Regions from separate parts of the Mus musculus genome. Here all the other regions are linked to region 3. Evidence: chromatin contacts called from public promoter capture Hi-C data. All regions are on one chromosome and are shown on one strand. The core of a region is the stretch at or near the end of the contact, and the rest is flanking DNA. Distances in the headings are between cores, read along the strand shown. Region 1 holds the start of Cmtr2 (cap methyltransferase 2). Region 2 holds the start of Slc9a5 (solute carrier family 9 (sodium/hydrogen exchanger), member 5). Region 3 holds the start of Nob1 (NIN1/RPN12 binding protein 1 homolog).

Evidence for each region. Promoter capture Hi-C pulls out the DNA fragments that hold promoters and counts their contacts.
Region 1: a contact with region 3 is called in a promoter capture Hi-C map of pre-B cells, with 4 times the contacts expected there. The contact joins the promoter of Cmtr2 here to the promoter of Nob1 in region 3. A contact is called at or near these places in 1 of 39 promoter capture datasets (pre-B cells) and 1 of 115 datasets of contacts at active chromatin or transcription factors (astrocytes).
Region 2: a contact with region 3 is called in a promoter capture Hi-C map of liver, with 2.7 times the contacts expected there. The contact joins the promoter of Slc9a5 here to the promoter of Nob1 in region 3. A contact is called at or near these places in 3 of 39 promoter capture datasets (hippocampal neurons, liver and pre-B cells).

The regions. Positions count from the first base shown.
Region 1 is chr8:110,216,582-110,219,845 of GRCm38.p6, forward strand. It overlaps Cmtr2 (cap methyltransferase 2), which reads left to right and starts at 1,379. Exons shown (of 2, transcript NM_146215.4): 1 at 1,379-1,505.
Region 2 is chr8:105,346,368-105,349,554 of GRCm38.p6, forward strand. It overlaps Slc9a5 (solute carrier family 9 (sodium/hydrogen exchanger), member 5), which reads left to right and starts at 1,891. Exons shown (of 16, transcript NM_001081332.1): 1 at 1,891-3,187. The coding sequence starts at 3,010. Fhod1 (formin homology 2 domain containing 1) reads right to left here and starts at 1,603. Exons shown (of 22, transcript NM_177699.4): 1 at 1,286-1,603. The coding sequence starts at 1,486. It overlaps Gm46049 (a long non-coding RNA gene), which reads left to right. Exons shown (of 4, transcript XR_003947441.1): 2 at 1-7; 3 at 85-471; 4 at 708-1,289.
Region 3 is chr8:107,423,629-107,426,906 of GRCm38.p6, forward strand. Nob1 (NIN1/RPN12 binding protein 1 homolog) reads right to left here and starts at 1,410. Exons shown (of 9, transcript NM_026277.3): 1 at 1,338-1,410; 2 at 1,110-1,242. The coding sequence starts at 1,400.

The DNA.
Region 1 (3,264 bases), core at 129-2,628, 2.8 Mb after region 3:
TATGCTTACAACAACATATTAGAAAGTCCCCAAACAGGTCCATTCGTAATATCACCAGTCTAGAAACTAAACAGTCAGCCTTCAGTAGAAGAACTGATTAAAGTCAACCCACAGAATGACAAACCCCTTGCAATATAAATTTTAAAGACACAAGACAATACAGATGAAAACATTTTAAATAATAAATTGAACAGGGAGAGGCTGAGAAGAGTCAAAGTGTAATGATTGAATTATGTGAAATTCTAGACCAGATCATCTAAATTAGGGTGATGGGAAATACAGTGATAGCTGCTTCTTGAGGGTGGAAGACTAGGAAGGAACTTAAGGGAGCTTTTCTAAAATATTCAGTAGGTATTTGCCTGCTCCACAAGAGGAATTCATGCCTTGTATTAGTTATGGCCCAAACCCATAACTAACAAATCGTGGGCTCTAAGGGAGAGTCCACTGATTTTTTTTTTTTTCTCTAAATGGTCAAGTTGCCAAACTGCCTTCTGAATACGGTGCTCTTCCCTCATCTCTGTCAAAGTTCTGAGAAGTGACTGACAGCTCAGCCATAGACAGGCCATCTACATAACACCTGCTCAGGGAAGGGGAGTGCAGAAGAGTGGGTGAAAAGAGTGGGAGAGCGAGAGGATGAGGGAAGTGCTGTGAAGCGCTTTCCTCTAAAAAGGATGGCTGTTACACTTATAAACGCACAGCAGCTGTGGCTACCCCACAGCTGGGGAGGTGGAGACAGGTGGATACCAGTGACTAGCTGGACAGTCTAACCTAACTAGAGAGTCCCAGGCCTGAGAGTCCATCCTCTGGTATCCCTGGCTGACATGGAACTCTCTATGTAGACCAGAGTGACTTAGAACTCAGAGATCTGTTTCCCTCTGGCTCATGAGAGCTGGGATCAAAGGCTTGTGGCACTACACCGGGTGGTTTTCTTTTTCCTTGGTTTATTAATATGTAAACACACCAAGTGATGATACTTCCGTTTCTTTAATTTGGTTTTGCACTCAAGTTATCCATTGAGCTTCAATTTTAATGCAGTCTCTCCTAGGAACTAGCATCTATCTATCCAGGGTAAACCTTCGGGTACCAAAGCCCAGTTCCGTTGCCATGGCGACCCGCTGAGACGGACAAGTTTCTCCGCACCAGAGCTCAGCTCCAGGAGTTGCCACCCTCCCGAGTGACGTCGATGCGCGTGACGATAGGCCTCCCGGAAGGCGCCTGTGCAGTGTGGCTGTCAGAGCCTCGCAGCCGGTGGGGGCGTGGTCTGGAGGAGGATCTGGCTCCAGTTGCGCGTGCGCAGGTCCGGGCGGTCTTCCAGGCGCTCCCTCCTCTTTGTCCGCGACCCGGTTGCCAAGTACGCAGAGGAGACGCCACCCCCGGAAGCTGTTCCCGGGAGCGGAAGTGGCAGGTGGCTCGTTAGAGTGAGGACCGCGTGTGCGGTGCTACTCTGCTCCTGCTCGAGGGGCTCTGGTGGGCGTGGGCTGAAGGAATGCGGACCCGGCTTCTCGGTGAGTGACAGTTCCCGGACGGTTCGCTGCGGGCAAGGGGCGGGGCTGCTCAAATGAGTGTTTGAGAGGTGGCTGTCCCAGGACCCAGTGTGAGCACTGCACATGCCCCAGTGTTTTTATTTCCTAGGAAAAGTTGGCGGGACCATTGCTAACACTCCCTATGCTCACTTAGACCTGACAGCTGTTGAGAACTTAAAGGCTTTGGTGTTGGACTTACAAATTTTATAATCATTTCCTTGTGGCTTTGGACAGGAAGCTTCCTGTCTTCCACTTGGAGCCTGCAAAATAATACAGTTGATACTCATCAGCCTCACATGCACTTTGGAAACGGCATGCATTTAGTTGAAAAAAAATTTTATGCATTTAATTGAAATTTTTTTTGTTTTTAAGTCGTACATTGAAATGCTAGGGTGAAATTGAAATGCATTATTCTGTTCAGAGCTTTGTCTTTTGGGCTAAGTGTAATATTCGTCCATTTATCCAGTTAATGTTAGTGTACTTAAGTGCCCACCAGCCACTGTTGGAACCTTTTGGGGTGGCATGTAAGTGAGCAAAATAAAAGATAACTGTCCTGCAGAAGTGCGGAGCTTACATTCTGGTTTGAGGAAGTTGAGAACGACAAGTCACAAACAGAACACAGGGGAAAAGAAATAAGTGATAAACATGAATGCCGTGGGAGAAAGTGAGGTAAGGGCCATGGGGAGCCCGAGATGCAATTTCAAAATAAGTGTGTTAGGATAGGCTTCACAGAGTAAAGTGCCTTCCAGCAAATACCAGGAGGAGCTGAGGGGATTAGCTAGATAGATACTTGGGGGAGTAAAGCCCAGGTAGAGCTTGCCTCTTAGTATTGAGCAAAGTGTTCCAACGTGGTGTGGCCTGGGTCTTCAGTGAACAGCAGGCTTGTGTGGCTGGAGTGGAATGGATAAGGGGGCGGTAATATTAAGAATGAGTTGGCAGCAAGGCTCAAGTACAGTCAGGAACCTTGGAGCGTTTGAATCCTTTTAGTTGTTTGCAAGTGAAGGCAATTATCCACTTAATTTCGGTAAGATTTCACAGCTTAACCACAGCCACTAATTAGTATGTGAAGTTAATGACTAAAAGTAGACTTTTTTTTTCCCCCCAAAATAGAATGTATTGGAGGTCTAAATGTAGCTGCGGTTCCCAGTAAGCACAGCGTGGATCAAGACAGATGAGCTCATTGTAGTAAATTTTCTGTTTGCTCTTACGTAGAGTTTTTGTGCGTGCAGAAATGCCCTGCTTTTGCCTCCCCCTAAGAGCTTTTCTAAATACAGTTTCTAACTGTTAAATGATGTTGCTGTTTGTGACAGTAAATCTCTACTCACGTGGGACTCGTAAGTAGTTGTGACAAACAAGATGATTAAAAAAGGTACCCACTGCTTTAAGGAGCTTACCAACCTGTACACCAGATGAACACAGGATAAAATACAGGATGAAAAGGGATGGGAAGGTTTGCTAAGAGGACAGGACTCAGGAAGCACCAATGTCATGATGTCATTATGGTCATAGCTAACCTTTATTTCTCAGTTTAGATTTCCTTTGAGTTCATCTTGCTCAGCGTACAAAGGAGCGCGCCTGACTCACGATTTTCACCTTGAATGTCTGCTTTCTGTAGGATGGGGATTTAGTTGTCAGTTTTTCTATGTCTGACGTTTTATGTCTAACCATTTATTGGATGAATTGACTATGACATGATTGCAGAGCATGAACTGAAAACTTAAGCACTCCTCACCATCGGGTG
Region 2 (3,187 bases), core at 641-3,140, 2.1 Mb before region 3:
ATTGCGGGTAAGTGGACTCAGTTCCACACCCCTTTCTCCCTGGTCTGTCTAAACAGTTGCAATTCTGCACCCTTTTCTCTGTAGTCCGTATACTAAATGCCAGGTGACCTCAGACTGGGCAAGCTTCCTCCAGACCCCTCTGAACAGAGCAGTAGAAGAACACAAAGTAGACTACGCAGAAAACTCTGGAGGTGGGCAGTATGCTGCATTCTTCCAGCTGTGGTCTTAAAGAGCTGGGGCTCTGCCTGGCCACTGGCCACTCCCCAGGCCAAGTTTCGCCGACCCCCTCCTGACTGCACTTGGAGGCAGGGCTGGCTGCAACGCGAGGAATGCAGTTTAGAGGCCTGGAGCCTAGGGCACATTCCAGGGGAGACCCCGGGGCTAAGGGCCATGTTTACGCAACCCCGCGCCCAATTGTGGCACCCCATCAACTCCCTCCCATCTCCCTCACAGCTCCCAGCTAACCCGCAGGTCAGGAACCCTGGGGGGTGGTAGTGTGTATGCCTCTGGGAGTCCTGGCCCGGAAAAAGCAAGCCGGAAAGGGATGCCTGCGGGGAGGTGGAGGGGAGGCCAGCAGGAGGGGAGGGGTGGTCCTGCTGGACATACGGAAAAATGCCTCTCTAACTGAGCAAAGTCGGCCTAGGAACGTCGGCAACTAGGGTAGGCCAGCGGTTTAAAATTAGACTGATCCACCCCCTCCCTTCCAGGCGTAGGCCACCAGCGGCGGGCCTAAGGGACCATGGGGGCGGTGACGCAAAGGGCTTTCCCACCCGGGCAGCCTCCCATGAGCGCACGGCCGCTTCCAAGGGACTCCTCTCATCCTGGCTGGGACTCCAGTCTTCAACAGCGCTGGAGAGACTGTATTCCAAGGACCCAACCCAGCCGGTAGCCTCGATCCCTTCTATGATTGCTCCCTAAACCCGCCCCTCTTTGGGGCCCCGCCCCCGACTACCTGGAGCAGGTGGAAGTCTGTCCCTTCCCAACTCCACTTCCCCAATCCGCTACAACCACAGCAGCAACCCTGGCAAAGAGGCAGCGAGGGGACTCCAAGCACCTCTTCAGGAGGGCCTAACTTTCAAGGGAAGCCCGAGTGGAACAAATCACAAACTCTCATTTGGCTTCTATACTGTCCCCTCAACTTGAGTCTCCCCCTGTAGGCAGAGGAGCATAGACCTTAGGACCCCGGCCGGAGACTTTTCTGGAGGCGAGCACCCGCCCGTGACGATCTCTCTCCTAGAAGCACTGTCTGTCCACCGCCCACCTCAACCTCCGCAGCGCCCCTCACCTTAAGAGGCGCCCCCAGGAGTCGGTGCAGAGCAGGGATCTGCGCACTCAGGGGCAGAGCCCCGTCCAGGCTGCAGGTGGGGGCCCGGCGTGGTTCCGGGAAGTTGGCACAAGCGAAAGGGTCGGTGTCTTCCAGGTACTGCACTCTCACAGTTACCACGGATACTGGGTCCCCATCCCCGCGCTCTTCCTCGCCCGCCATGGCTCTGCCACCGGCTACCGCTGGACGCCTCTTGTGTCCCCTGCAAATGCTGCAACTTCAACTCGACTAAACTTTGCTGTTAGGGCCGGGCCAGGCTGGGCCGGACGCTCGCGGCTCGAGGGGCGGAGCCAGATGAAGGTAGGACCAAGGAAGGGGGTGGAGCCAAGACTGAGCGGCGAGCGCGCGCTCGGGGTTAACCACCGCCGGAGGCGGCGCTTGGGCCAGCCACTCAGAGAGCTGGTGATCCCGTTAGTTCCATTGCTAGGAGGGCGGGAAAACCCGAGCTCCCGCTCCGCCTCAGAGCAGAGGGCGGGGAGACTTTCTTTAGATTTGGTATGGGCGAGGCTGCAGCGGATCTTTGTAAGGATTTTTAGGGCAGATGGGGGGGGGGGGGTAAATCTCTTCGGATAATCTGGGTAGCTGGGCCACTCTCAAGGGACGAGATGGGACTAATTGCTAGCTTGAAAGACAAATGAAAGCATTTCTCTCATTTGGGGAAAGCAGTAAGAAGAATCTCTTTCAATGTGGAATAAGAAGTGGAAATAGATTTTATATTTGAAAGAAGAGGTGGATTCAGTCCCCTTTAGCTGTGGGGGCAAAAAAAAAGAGGACGGGTGCTCTTTCTCGAAAAAGAATGGGATGAGTCACTGTGAGGAGGCAGGTAGCACATGTTTTTTCGGCTTGGGTGATGAATGAAAAGTGGAGACATTCTTCGGTTTGGGGCGAGATGAGTCAAATGCCCCAAGTTGTTCCTAATTTAAAGGGAATTCCATAAGGTCCTCTCAGATCCATGGAATAGGCAAACAGTTCCCTGTAGTTTGAAGGAAAGGGAAGGCGGCGCCTCTGGGCTCTGGAGAGATGAGGAATAGCCAGCTTTTCAGCCTGGAAAGAGCCGGGTCCGTCCCGGCCTTGAGGTTTCTGGGTACGTTGAGAGCACCGTTGTCCATTAGGCTTTCTGGGTGTGCCCAGTGCGCGTGCGCAGCTGTGGTCCGGTAGGGGGGTCCCAGGTTTTGGAGATCGTGCTGGAAGGCGGCAGCGCACCGCCCCCTGCGGTTTTCTCAGCTTAGCACTGGGACCCGCAGCCTGAGCACCTGGGACGGGTGGCCCGCTGCTGGGCGGTGTTCTGCAGTAGCTGCGCTTGTCTCTGCTTCCCGAGACCCCCGTCCTTCTTGGTGCTCCGGGACGCGGTGGCTGGTCACCTTTCTGAATCCGGAGGAGAGGCGGTTTAGGAGAGCACACTCGAAAGAGTGGGTTTCAGGACTCGAGGGGTTAGGAGGGTTATGCTGGGGAATTTCCGGAGATGAGATTAACCTAGAAGAGATGGAGGAGGGGATCCTAACTGCTAGGATCCTGGGCAGGGTCTCGGGGTCCGGACCTGGCCTGGGGGTATCGGAGCTCGGATTGGGGGGAGTGAGCCCCACGTGCCTGTGACGCGGGGGCGCCGGGTAGGCGGCGGCAGCGGCGGCGGCGGCGGCGGCAGCGACGCGGGGCCGGCGGCCGTGCAGTGCCCGGAGGACAGCAAGATGCTGAGCGCCGCACTGCTTCTTCTGCCCGGGTTGCCCCTGGCGGGGGCGGGGGCCACAGAAGAACCCACCCAGGAGTCCGGGCCGTTGGGTGAGCCTCCTCCAGGCTTGGCGCTCTTCCGCTGGCAGTGGCACGAGGTGGAGGCGCCCTACCTGGTGGCCCTGTGGATCCTGGTGG
Region 3 (3,278 bases), core at 160-2,659:
AGTGCTTTGTTAGCATGTAGATTATATGTTGACCCATTTCCTCCCAACCGTATCCTATGAGGTACTACTAGTATTTTGGAAAGTTGAAGCCACTTGACAGAGACCCTGTAACTATCAAGTCGGAGGGAAAAGCTACAGAAACCACTGCAGAGCAGGTAGAGCCCTGACCACCATCTGCCTCAGTGACGCCTCCACTCCCTACTAACCTGGATTCCTGAAGAGGACGATGACCCCTAGGCAGCTATTTTTTTTTTTTTTCAGAACTAATGCAAGCCCTAAACACATCCCCTTTCCTTTTTAAAATTTGTTATTTTTGAGATGAGATCTCACTACATATATAGCCCTGGCTTGCTTGGAACCTCTGACTTCAGAGGGCTTGGACTAAAAACATGTGACATCACACTGGGCCCAATCCCCTTTTATTTTTAATATGACAGTCTCACTACCTAGCTCAGGCTGGCCTGGGACCCATGACCCTGAAACCTATCTCCCCGGGACGAAGACTGCACCACTGTCTATATCGTGTGCCTTTTTCTTTTCTTTCTTTATTTATTTTTGTTATTTTCGAGACAGGGTTTCTCTGTGTAGCCCTTGCTGTCCTGGAACTCACTCTGTAGACCAGGCTGGCCTCAAACTCAGAAGAAATCCGCCTGCCTCTGCTTCCCAAGTGCTGGAGTTAAAGGTGTGCGCCACCACGCCCAGCCTGCATGCCTTTTTCTGAGTTGAGGTTGCCTCCACTGGAAACTATAATCACCCTACACACAGGACCACAGATCTAGGTTCTCTATTTGTAATTCACCCAGAGCCTTCTGTATACTTGTAGAGCGCTCTCGCACTGAGTCTTAGGAGTCTACACAACTTTACCTCATGTGTCCAATTTGCTAGACACTTCTCCAAGAGGTATATCCGCATGGTCTTCAGTCCTCGCGGAGGGGAGGCAGATATTATTACTATTTTCACGATAAAGCTTAAAGCCTGTGATACACCGTGGAGCGCACGGCTGGCACTATTAAAGCCAGGCTGAACCGACTGTCTCTAAAACAAACGCTGCCTGCTACCGATCGGGGCGGGTCTGTCTGCCACAAGGCTGGGCCGGGGCACTCACTCACCCAGCCGCACGTACTCTGGGAGAGGCTCCTTGAACCGAAGCTGGTAGGGCAGCACTGCCAGCCGCCTGCGCGTGGCCTTGTCGCGAATCTCTCGCACCACCTCCCGGATGGTGTAGATGTTCTTCCCGATGTCCTGGGGACAGACCGGCCCAGTTATCCCGCTCGCCTGACCCCACACGCATCCCTGGAGGGCCTCAAGCCCAGGCCCCGCGGCGGGATCCCCAGTACCTGCAGAGGCGCGTCCCTCAAGAAAGCTCCGGCATCAGCCACAACGTGCTCCACCGGCGCCATGTTGGCTGTCAAGGACAGACCGCGCATGCGTATGGAGCCTGCGCCGTTCTTGGGTTTGCACAGTAGTCTTCCTCAGACCGGAGGAACAGCTGCTGCGATTTCGCGGCGCCCCCTAGCGGCCACCGGCCACCCCTTCAGGACTGCGCGCATACACAGCCGCGCCGCTTGCCCTGCCTGGGGGGCTATGTGCATGATTAAAGTTGAGGGACTCCTTAAGTAATCGTCCTCGGAATTCATAGAACTTTCTTTACTTTTAAAGGAAAAACCTGTAGATATGGCATATGGTTGAAAGTCAGTAGCTAGAAACAACAAATCACAACAAATCAGTAGGGTATATTCGATTTTACAAGCAAGGAAGCCAAGCTGACTTGGCCAGATAACCTCCGAACTGACTTGAAACCACTTTTTAAAATCCGTTGTGTTATACAGCCACGCAGTCCTACTTTATTTGAATATCTTGGGACAATGGCTGTATTACTTTATACCTTTGCCCCATCTCCCTAAGCAAGGCACATGATTTTCTAGAAAATCGAACAGAAGGGGTAGTAATGACTATTAATGACTTCCGATTTTCCTTTCAATTCTGGGATTAGGAGATCTGGGCTACTACATGCTGGCAACGCTGATCTGAGCCTTTAGCAACTGCTTTCATTTACTCATCTGTCCCGTATCAAAAACCCTTCAGTGCCGGGATGGTACCTTCGTCTGACTTAAATATTTTCTGCATCCCCAAACATCTTAAATTACACGGGGGGTGGGGTGGGGGAGCATTCCAGGTGCTCCTGTGGGGGCTGGAAGACAACCACAGGAGTCAGTTATCTCCTTCTGCTAAGAGACTGCTATGGGGGCCGGGCGTGGTGGCGCACGCCTTTAATCCCAGCACTGGGGAGGCAGAGGCAGGCGGATTTCTGAGTTCGAGGCCAGCCTGGTCTACAAAGTGAGGTCCAGGACAGCCAGGGCTACACAGAGAAACCCTGTCTCGAAAAACAAAACAAAAAAAAAAAAAAAAAAAAAAAAAAAAAGAGAGAGAGACTGCTATGGAATACAGGTTCTCAGGCTAGGCAGGTAAAGATGCAACTTGCTGCCTCTTCATAGCCCTGGCTGTCCTTGAACTCAGAGATCTGCCTCCTTCTACCTCTCTTGCTCTGGGATTAAAGTTGTGACCACCAAACCTAATCCCCAAATATTTTATATCACCAATCTTCCTACCCCTCAATCGCTCCAATCTCTAGCTTCCAACAGTGCTGCCTGTTCTGAAATAAGACCCCAGTTGAAGACTATCCAACTTTATGGAAAATTTTCTCAGTGTTTTGGAATCCTTTCTCAGCTAGCTCCACTCCTCTGCAGGAGCTGACACTGCCTACTGTAGCTTCTTTCAGGATTTAGCTGGTTTTGGTGATTCTTTGCCTTCTCCCTGGCTTCTCACTCTTCATCCAATTCTCTCCTTTTTGCCTTGCAAACACAGTACCTTCTACCTAACTTTTTGCACCTTCATCAATTCAAGTTCTTTTCTTCAGCAAATAGCAACTATCTGCCAGGTATTAATGGCCACAGTATACAAACTCTAATCATGTATATATGTGAGTTTTAAATCTGTGCGTCCGTGTGCGTGTGTGCACGTGCGAGTGTGCGTGCGTGTGTGTGTGTGTGTGTGTGTGTGTGTGTGTGTGTGTGTGTGTCTGTGTGTGCGCGTGCGCGTGCCACTCCCCGTGGGCTGAAGTCACAGGCACTTGTGATCCACCTAATCTAAGTGGTGGGAATCTAATTCTTTCTGGTCTGCTTTTAACAGGTAAGCCATCTGTCCAGCCCTAAAAGGGCTCTCTCGAAGCATTTATGTCGCTCTTGCTCTCTTGCTCTGCCCTCTTGCTCCTGCTCCCC